2 separate regions of the Macaca mulatta genome follow, and region 1 is linked to region 2. Evidence: chromatin contacts called from public Hi-C data. All regions are on one chromosome and are shown on one strand. The core of a region is the stretch at or near the end of the contact, and the rest is flanking DNA. Distances in the headings are between cores, read along the strand shown.

Region 1 (4,467 bases), core at 34-2,533, 78 kb before region 2:
ACCTCAAGTGATCCGCCCGCCTTGGCCTCCCAAAGTGCTGGGATTACAGGCCTGAGCTACCGTGCCCAGTCCCTAGAGGCTTAAAAAAACAAAAAACCTCGCACGTACACAGCTGACGTTCAAAAAAATGTTGACTTTCAGTGAATACTATGCTAGCACATACACACATAGGCAGTACAGGATCATGCTACGTAGAAATAAAAAACACTAAGTAAACATTTACTGAACATCTCCTGGGTGCCAGGCGCTGGCCTAAGCACTGCCTTAACAGCTCTTTCGGAGTTGATTTTGACAACGATGGAAAGAGCACCGCAGTGGGAATGTGAAGACTTAGGTTCTAATCTTTTCTCGGTCATTGATTTGATGTCTTTGGGAAGTTCTTAACCAACAGCTTCCACTTGCCCAGAAGGAAATAATTTGGGTGAAGAGAAGGCCGTCTTGGAATTCGTCAGGGAAAAGGCCTCAGGTTACCTCTGGCCTTACCTTCCCGCATACTAAAGGAGAGTTTATAGCTGGTGAACCATAGATGGGGCAGAGAAGGGCGGTGGAACTAATAGATATGGGAACACCACCAGAAATAAAACACAACGCAAAACAAAACAGCGCCGGACCCCGGCCATCCCTGGCACCTGCCCTGTGAAACACATCAACGTCAGTTACGCTCTCTCGTGACGGGAATGCAGAATCTGGGCTGCCGGGCACCATTTCGCGAACCCCAAATTCTCACACGCACCCCATGACGTTCCGCCAACTCCCAGGCCCGGCTGGGGGAACTCAACTTTCATCCTCCACTTCCCGGTCCCGGACAGCCCCCTAGAACGCGGGCAAGGCATCTAGCCGACGGCCCCGCATGGGAACCCAGGCCTCCTTACTCTTTGGGGGACATATTCAAGGCCTAGAGGCCACCCTAGACTGCATCTCCGGGAGAATGACGTCGGAAGACGAGGGGGCAACGCAAAGGTCAAAAAGGTCGGGGAGCTTCGCTCGCGGAGCCGCACCCCTAGGCGGAGACCCGGGCCTGCTCGGGGGGGGGGGGGGGGGAGGAGGCCGGGCCCCAGGCCGTTGAGTGGCCGCCCTTCCAGCCAATGGGCACGTCGCCCCGCCACGCTGGGGCCCGCCCCTCCCAGCGCGCAGTACTCACTTTCCCCACTTCGGCGTTGCCCATGGAGATGACTTTGATGCGGAGAGACCTGCCGGGCTCCTTCCGCTTCGACATGTTGGCCTCCATGGCCTTGGCTCTCTCGGGGCCACCCGCCTCGGTCTCTCCTTGTGCACCGCTGGCCCGTCCCTCAGGCCTCCTCGTCCAATGGCGGACCCGCTGCTCTCGTCACCGCCTCGCCTCCGCTGCTCGCCATCCCAGCCGCTGCCTGGCAGCAGGCGCGGGCGGTTGGGAGTGCGGGGAGCAGGGAGAGGGAGGCGGAGTCTCGCGATGCTAGCGCGGGGCTGCTGACGTCATCTGCAGGCCCTGGATACGCGGCCGGGGTTACCGGGTCTCTGGGGCTGCGTCCCCTGACGGGAAGGAGGCGTTGGGGGGCGGTTGGGTTTACCCTTCGAGGTGAGCGCGGCCTTGTTTTCAGGGACGCCCGGACGGGAGGCGTTTGTTGCTTTCGCAGCCGAGTGGTGGAAATGTATTGGCTCTTCAGGGCAGGTCTGGTAGTATCTGGTCCTTTGGGGAGTGTTTTGTTTTTTGTTTTGTTTTGTTTTTTCCTGGATTTTTCTTCGGTTCCATGGGCCGGTCTGCTGCTCCTCTTCCCCCTCCAATATTATGTTCCCCTTGCTCGAGATCTTCGAGAGGCGGACCCCAGAGTCAGGAAAGTGAGGAGGTCGGAACCCTGGTTCTGGAAGACGGCCTTGGGCAAGGCGTGAAGCGATTCTGAATCTGGTTCCTATCGCTTTTCATTTAAATGGAATTGTCTATTTGGAGTCAAGGCAAGAGTGTTTAGTCTTGGCCCTCCTATTACAGAGATCTGATGGATTTGTTGACTCCTCTGTGTGAGAAAGGCTCGGCCTGCTGCAGGTGTTAACGCGAAGCCATGCTGGAGCTGTGGACGTCAGTTTCCTCAGCTCCCAGCTGTTCACTTCGAACGTGACCTCGAGGTCTGCTCTCCCCTTCCCTTTAGCTGACAATGTAACAGTGGAAGAATAAAGAGTCCTAAGATAACCACTTTTCTGCTACATTCCAGCAGATGAGAAAAGCAGCTGCTTGAATAAAAGTCAGTCTGAGAGGAATGGTAATTTATTTTTTCAGTCAGTATCTTCAGTTACAGAAGATAAATAGAACTTGACAATGATTATAGTGCCCTGAAAAAGAATGGCTGCCAATTTCCCTGTATATTACAAAGTATTGCTTCTTTTCTCATCTAACTTTAAACATCTTAAGGGAAGTGCATTACGGGAAGGCAATGAACAAAGGCTCAACATTTCATAGTAAAGTCAGATTTTCGACATTTTAATTTTAAAATGTATTTTTTAAACATTAAGTTTTTTTAAGACGTTTATTCTGGATTGTTTTGATAAATAATACAACTTAATTCACTGAAGCTTCTAAAATTATTTACAAATATGAAATATAAGTCCTGGTTAGAATTTGGATAGTTTTAAAGCGTAAAAGAATCCACATGCTAACTTCTCAGTATGATTTAATAAATCAAACTGCTAAACATCTGATTTCTTCGGCAGTTCACCTTTGGCCCTGTAATAGGGTAACTGGTATTGTGGAAGAATAATTGTAAAATGTCAAATCTTCAGCTGTTTAACAACTGATTAAGTGTGGTGCTGTTGAGACTAAGCAGTAAAACATGCCAGAGATTAAAATTGATTACTATTTTTTTCATATTGATGGTTTTTTTGTTTTGTTTTTGTTTTGAGACAGTTTCACTCTTTCCGCCCAGGCTAGAGTCCAGTGGCATAATCTCTGCTCACTGCAACCTCCGCCTCCCAGGTTCAAGCGATTCTCCTGCCTCAGCCACCTGAGTAGCTGGGATTACAGGTGCCCACCACCAGGCCGAGCTAATTTTTGTATTTTTAGTAGACATGGGGTTTCACCATGTTGGCCAGGCTGGTCTCCAACTCCTGACCTCTGGTGACCCACCTGCCTTGGCCTCCCAAAGTGCTGGGATTACAGGCATGAGCCACAGTGTCCGGCCCATATTGATGCTTTTGACATTTTATTATATATAGCTACATTTTCTACTGTATGTATTAAATTAGTTTGGAATTGAAAGAGCAAGAAAGTTGTTTTTTTCCCCCACTCTTTGAATATAAAAAAAATAAAAATGAGCACAAGTTAGCTGTTCTTTCCATAGTATGGACCTGGGAGGTATGGTGCCAGCATGGATTCTGGAGCCAGCCCGATACACTTAATGTTGGCATATGTTGTAGGCATGAGGTGGTGATAAGGATTGTAGGAGATAATGCACACGAAGTACGTAGTAGTCCCCAGCATACAGCAGCTACATGCTCTCATTTGCTCATACTTTTTTTATGTATTAAGAAAAATCCTACATCTTTTTAATGTATATTTTTTTTCTTCTTTTTTTTTTTTTTTTTGAGAGGGAGTCTCGCTCGGTCTCCCAGGCTGGAGTGTGGTGGCCGGATCTCAGCTCACTGCAAGCTCTGTCTCCTGGGTTTACGCCATTCTCCTGCCTCAGCCTCCCGAGTAGCTGGGACTACAGGCGCCCACCACTTCGCCCGGCTAGTTTTTTTTTTTTTGTATTTTTTAGTCGAGACGGGGTTTCACCGGGTTAGCCAGGATGGTCTCGATCTCCTGACCTCGTGATCCACCCGTCTCGGCCTCCCAAAGTGCTGGGATTACAGGCTTGAGCCACCGCACCCGGCAATGTGTATTTTTAGAAAGGAAATTATGAAATATTTTGGACATACTTAAAGGTATAAAGTATAATGGAATGAATAGCCATGTATCCCCCACCCAGTTTAAGAAATACAATATCACCACTGGGCATGGTAGCCCATGCCCATAATCTCAGCACCTTGGGAGGCCAAGGCCCAGTGGATCATTTGAGCCCAGGAGTTCGAGATCAGCCTGGGCAACATGGCAGAACCCTGTCTCTACAAAAAAAAAAAAGTTAGCTGTGTGGTGGCCCAAGCCTGTAGTCCCAGCCACTCAGGAGGCTGAGGTGGGAGAATCACCTGATCCTGGGAGGTTGAGGCTGCAGTGAGCTATGATCGTGCCATTGCCCTCTAGCCTGGGCAACAAAGTTGGACCCTGTCTAAAAATAAATAAATGAAAAAAGAAAACATCACTGATACTGTGCATAGCTTTTCCCAATACATCCCTCTTCCCTCTCAACAAACAGTTGCAACAATCTGAATGCTGCTTTAATTTCCAGGCATTTAAAATTGTTTTACTATGTATGAATATATACCTTAAAAGGTAGTATTGCCTTTCATCTTTCAAAACCATTTTGAAATATTTTTACACAGAAAAGTTTCAAGAATGGTACCAAA
Region 2 (4,236 bases), core at 1,440-3,939:
TTATGAAGCTTTCATAATAACCCAAGAGGACAGGGTTCAGGGAGCTTTTGGATACCTGAACATATCGAGGTTCCTGGACGGTGGCGCCTGGGGGAGGGCCTGGAAGCCCTGTGCCCCTCCCCCCACACCTGAATGGTTGTTTTTTCTCTTTCCCTTCACGAAACTCTTCCCTGCTCCTTATATGAGCCTCCATAGTCATTATAAGATTTTATGATAATTTTGACATGTCTCCCCGCTCCTAAGTACCTTCTACAGTGTCTAGCACATCATAGGGAGTGATCGGTAAATGACTGATAGAAAGAACAAATTAAACCATCAGCCTTATAAGTCATCTAAACAGAGATCTATACTTCTCATGCAGAATTGACCATGTTTTTTTCTTGCCCAGTTATTTTTCTTTTTTTCTTTTCTTTTTTTTTTTGAGTCGGTGTCTCGCTTTGTCACCCAGGCTGGAGTGCAGAGGCACAATCTCAGCTCACTGAAATCTCTGCCTCCCAGGCTCAAGGGTTTCCCCTGCCTCAGGTTCCCAAGCTGCTGGGACTACAGGCATGCACCACCATGCCCGACTAATTTTTGTATTTTTAGTAGAGATAGGGTTTCACCATGTTGGCCAGGCTGGTCTTGAACTCCTGATCGCAGGTGATCCTGCCTTGACCTCCCAAAGTGCTCAGATTACAGGTGTGAGCCACCACGTCTGGCCTCAAGTAATGTTTTTATCAGTATTCATCTGGAATTCCTTGCTAGACCTTTCATTCTTTGAAGACAGACACTGCATTTCCTTCTGTACTGCAGACACCAATGTTTCATGAGTATATTTTGTGTTGAGCAGAATTGTGGGAAGGGAGTGTCTCTGGGTGATCATATCAAGTTAGAGCCGAGATTATTCTTCCTACTCCGGTTCAAGTCTGACTCTCAGTCAACCTCAAAGCCACCTGGCCTGGTCCTGGAACTGAAGAACAGAGACAGAGCTTATTTGTGAGATGCAGTGAGTGTGTGCCCAGGGGCGGGGGTCTAGACTAAATGTGTGTTCCAGGAACCATCCCAGGGTTTCCCTTGGGGCTGGCATGCTGCTAAGAGAGTCAAAGAGGTCAAGGAACAAGAAGAAAACCTGGAAGCAGCAAGAGAGTGGGGCACGGGCAGGAGGCGGAGGCCCAGACCAGAGAAAAATAGGAAACATAAGTTTTGAGGGCAACAGACTGAGCACTGTTTCAAGAGTCTAGCAACCTGGATTCTTTCTCTGGCTCTGTCCCTGCCTTGAGCCATGAAGGAAGGAAAAAAATATTCATGAGTGCCCACTGTATCATTTCATGTAGATTTTATTCCAGTTTCCCAACAGTCCTGCAGGAAGCTGGGGTTGAGAGAGTAGATCACTGGCCTACAGACACACAGCCCAGCATAACAACATAAATTAACCTCTCAACATTAAAAGAAGTAAAATGAAGTTAAGTTCAGTTCTTAAATATCTTTAAGTTCCTTTCTTCTCTAACTTCTACTAGTATAATATTTCTACCAGTAGAAAAAACAAAACCAAACCCAAACAACTCTCAACCATGGGGCAAGAAGAACTAAGAAATCGATGTTGAAAGGCCAGGAGGGTCAGGAGAAGTGTCTCAGGCCTGTAATCCCAGCACTTTGGGAGGACGAGGCGGGCGGATCACTTGAGGTCAGGAGTTCCAGACCAGCCTGACCAACATGTTGAAATCCCTTCTCTACCAAAAAATACAAAAATTAACTGGGCGTGGTGGCATGCACCTGTAGTCCCAGCTACTCTGGAGGCTGAGGTGGAAGAATCGCTTGAACCCGGGAGGCGGAGGTTGCAGGGAGCCGAGATCGCTCCACTGTACTCCACCCTGGGCGAGAGTGAGACTCTAGGTCGAAAAAAAAAAAAAAAAGACAGGGGAACGTGTTCAATGTAGAGAAGGCCGGATGAGAAGCCCAGGAAAGTCCTGAGCTAGCTTAGGAGAGATCTTCAGGTGTGGGGCGTAAGCATGAGCCCCTGCCTCTCTGTGCCTCTTCCTCACAGGGTCACGGCAGGTGCAGAGCTGGAATTCAAGTCGGCCCTGGGGCTCAGCTAGAGAGGATCCTGGCGGCAAAGCTTGCGAATTACACATATAAATCGGGGAGAGGAAAAGCAAGCGGACTTCCTGCAGCCCTTGGGGGTTGGGAGTGGGGTGCGTTTCCTGCGTCCCTGACCCAGGAAGGACGCTGTTTGGTGGTAGCAAGCACCTAGCCAGAGTGGCTGGGCACCTAGCAAGAGAGTAGCTCGTAGGGCGCAGCTGAGGGCTGGAGGGCTTCATCAGAGAATGGCGCTCAGCTAAGGTAGCCAGGAGAGGGTGGAGGTTATCCCCCAATTCCCATCCTTGCACCCCCGGCTTAGCCCACGCAGCCTGGACAGAACTGGAGGAGGGGTGCACCTGCAGCTCCCAGCGCCCCGGCTGACCTCGAGGACCCCAGGTTAGGGAGAGCTTCCGAGCGCTCCGACAGGAGCAGGGAGTTGGGATGCGTAGCTCCGCAGGTGCACGCCGCAGCCCTTAGGGCGACAGCCTCGGAAAACGCGCATCTCAGGCTGTGGGTTTCTCGGGGGCGGGGCGCAGGGGCGGGGCGGGGCGAGGGGCTCGCAGCGGCAGCGGGTTGGCCGAGCCGGGAGGGAGGGGAATGACATTAGCATAGCCCCCGCCCCCTGCGCGCAGCCGGGCCCAGCAACCCGAGCGGAGGCGGCCGCGGCCAGCCCGGCGCTGAATGGGCTGGCTGTGCCCGGCTCCGTCCCGCCCGCGGCCGGCCCCCGCGTCTGCTCCCTCCCCTCCCGGGCTCCTGTCGGCCGCCGCCAGCCCCCGCCCCGACTGTGAATGAAAGGCGGGCGCCGCAGAGGGCTGGCTGGGAACGCCGCTGCGACGCCGGCCTCCCGGGAGGCGCGCGCCCCGCCGAGATGTACGGTAAGGAGGGCTCCGCGCCCGGGCCCGAGCCCGCGGGGGCGACTCCGCAAACTTCCCGGGCGCGAACCATTGTCCCCCTGCGCGGCCCCGGCGCGGGGCCAGGCCGCCGACCCGGTGCCCGGCGGGGCTGTTGCGGTTGCTCTCTGCGCGCGCGTCTGCGCTGCGAGGACAAAGATGCCTCGGGCCGGGGACCCTGGGGTCTTCTCCAGGCCCGGCGCGTGTTGGTGCTGGGCGGTGGTCCTTCGGGGGGCGGAGGCTCAGGGGAAAGCGGGTCTCCCGAGCCGAGCAGACCGGGAGTGCTGGAGGAGGTGGTCGTGTGGCAGCATTTGCGAAATTAACAAAAGCGGTTTGTGCCTGGTAGTTTTCTGCGGGAAGCCGGTCCAGGGCTGAGGGAGACGCCCGCGGCCGGTCGTCTGCGCGGCTCAGAGAAGGCGGGAGGCGGCGCCGAGGCCCGGGAAGCAGTCAGTGGCCGAGTCTCGTCTCGCCGGCCTGAATGGACTCGGCCTCTGCCTGCCCCTGCCGCCCTGCGGGATCCAGGTTCCCCAACTTCCAGATTTGTCCTCCGCAGTGATGAAGGGAGGAGACGCTGCTGAGAGTGCAGCACAGCCCTGACCTCTCCCCGCCTCCACCGCCATCCCCTCAACTGCCGTGCAACAGTTAGCCAGACCCTCACGATGCACGGCTCTGCTTGATCATTTGCCAGGAATCCTTCTGGTTTTGCAGGCAGTGTGGGTGAAGAAGAGAGAGCGCGTTGGGTCCCACAGTGCAGCTCTGATGAATGGAGCACTGGAGACCTAGACCAGTCTCAGAATGGACTGCATTCCCGAACCTGCAGCCCATCAAGGGCTGTGCGTGTGTGTGTGATCCCAGTAGACGTAAGTCCATGAAAACCCAGGTCTCTGGCAGCTCTTCTAGGGCCAGCAAAAGAATTGAAGCTGTGCTCACCTCCCACCCCCACTGCAAGGTATGGGCTCAGGCTGCACTTGAGGGGTCAGTGTTTGGAGAAGATTGCTTTCCCAATTTAACCCATCATTGAGGCTGCTCGGCTGCTCAGCTGCCTCGCTCCTGGAACAGACTGTGAGTCACAAAGTTTGTTAGAGGCAGAGGAAACTGAGAGCCTGGTGGAAAGGCTCAGCAATTGGTGGGCCCCCCTACTGAGAGAGAGAGAGAGAGAGAGAGAGAGAGAGAGAGAGAGAGAGAGAGAAAGAGACTGACTCAACTTTTTCATCAGTCTCCTTCCCTGCCCAGTTGCTCAAAAATACATTTGCATTTCTGATCCAGGGTGAGACATCAGCAGGTCCCC

Evidence for each region. Hi-C and Micro-C count contacts between places; a contact is called where the count stands out from the background.
Region 1: a Hi-C map of CD4 T cells shows a contact between it and region 2, with 2.7 times the contacts expected there. The contact joins the promoter of DNAJC27 here to the promoter of EFR3B in region 2. A contact is called at or near these places in 2 of 14 Hi-C or Micro-C datasets (CD4 T cells and cortical neurons).

Annotation. Positions count from the first base shown.
Region 1 is chr13:100,043,363-100,047,829 of T2T-MMU8v2.0, reverse strand. It overlaps DNAJC27 (DnaJ heat shock protein family (Hsp40) member C27), which reads right to left and starts at 1,283. Exons shown (of 7, transcript NM_001257595.1): 1 at 1,142-1,283. The coding sequence starts at 1,228.
Region 2 is chr13:99,966,714-99,970,949 of T2T-MMU8v2.0, reverse strand. EFR3B (EFR3 homolog B) reads left to right here and starts at 2,689. Exons shown (of 23, transcript XR_013402981.1): 1 at 2,689-2,933.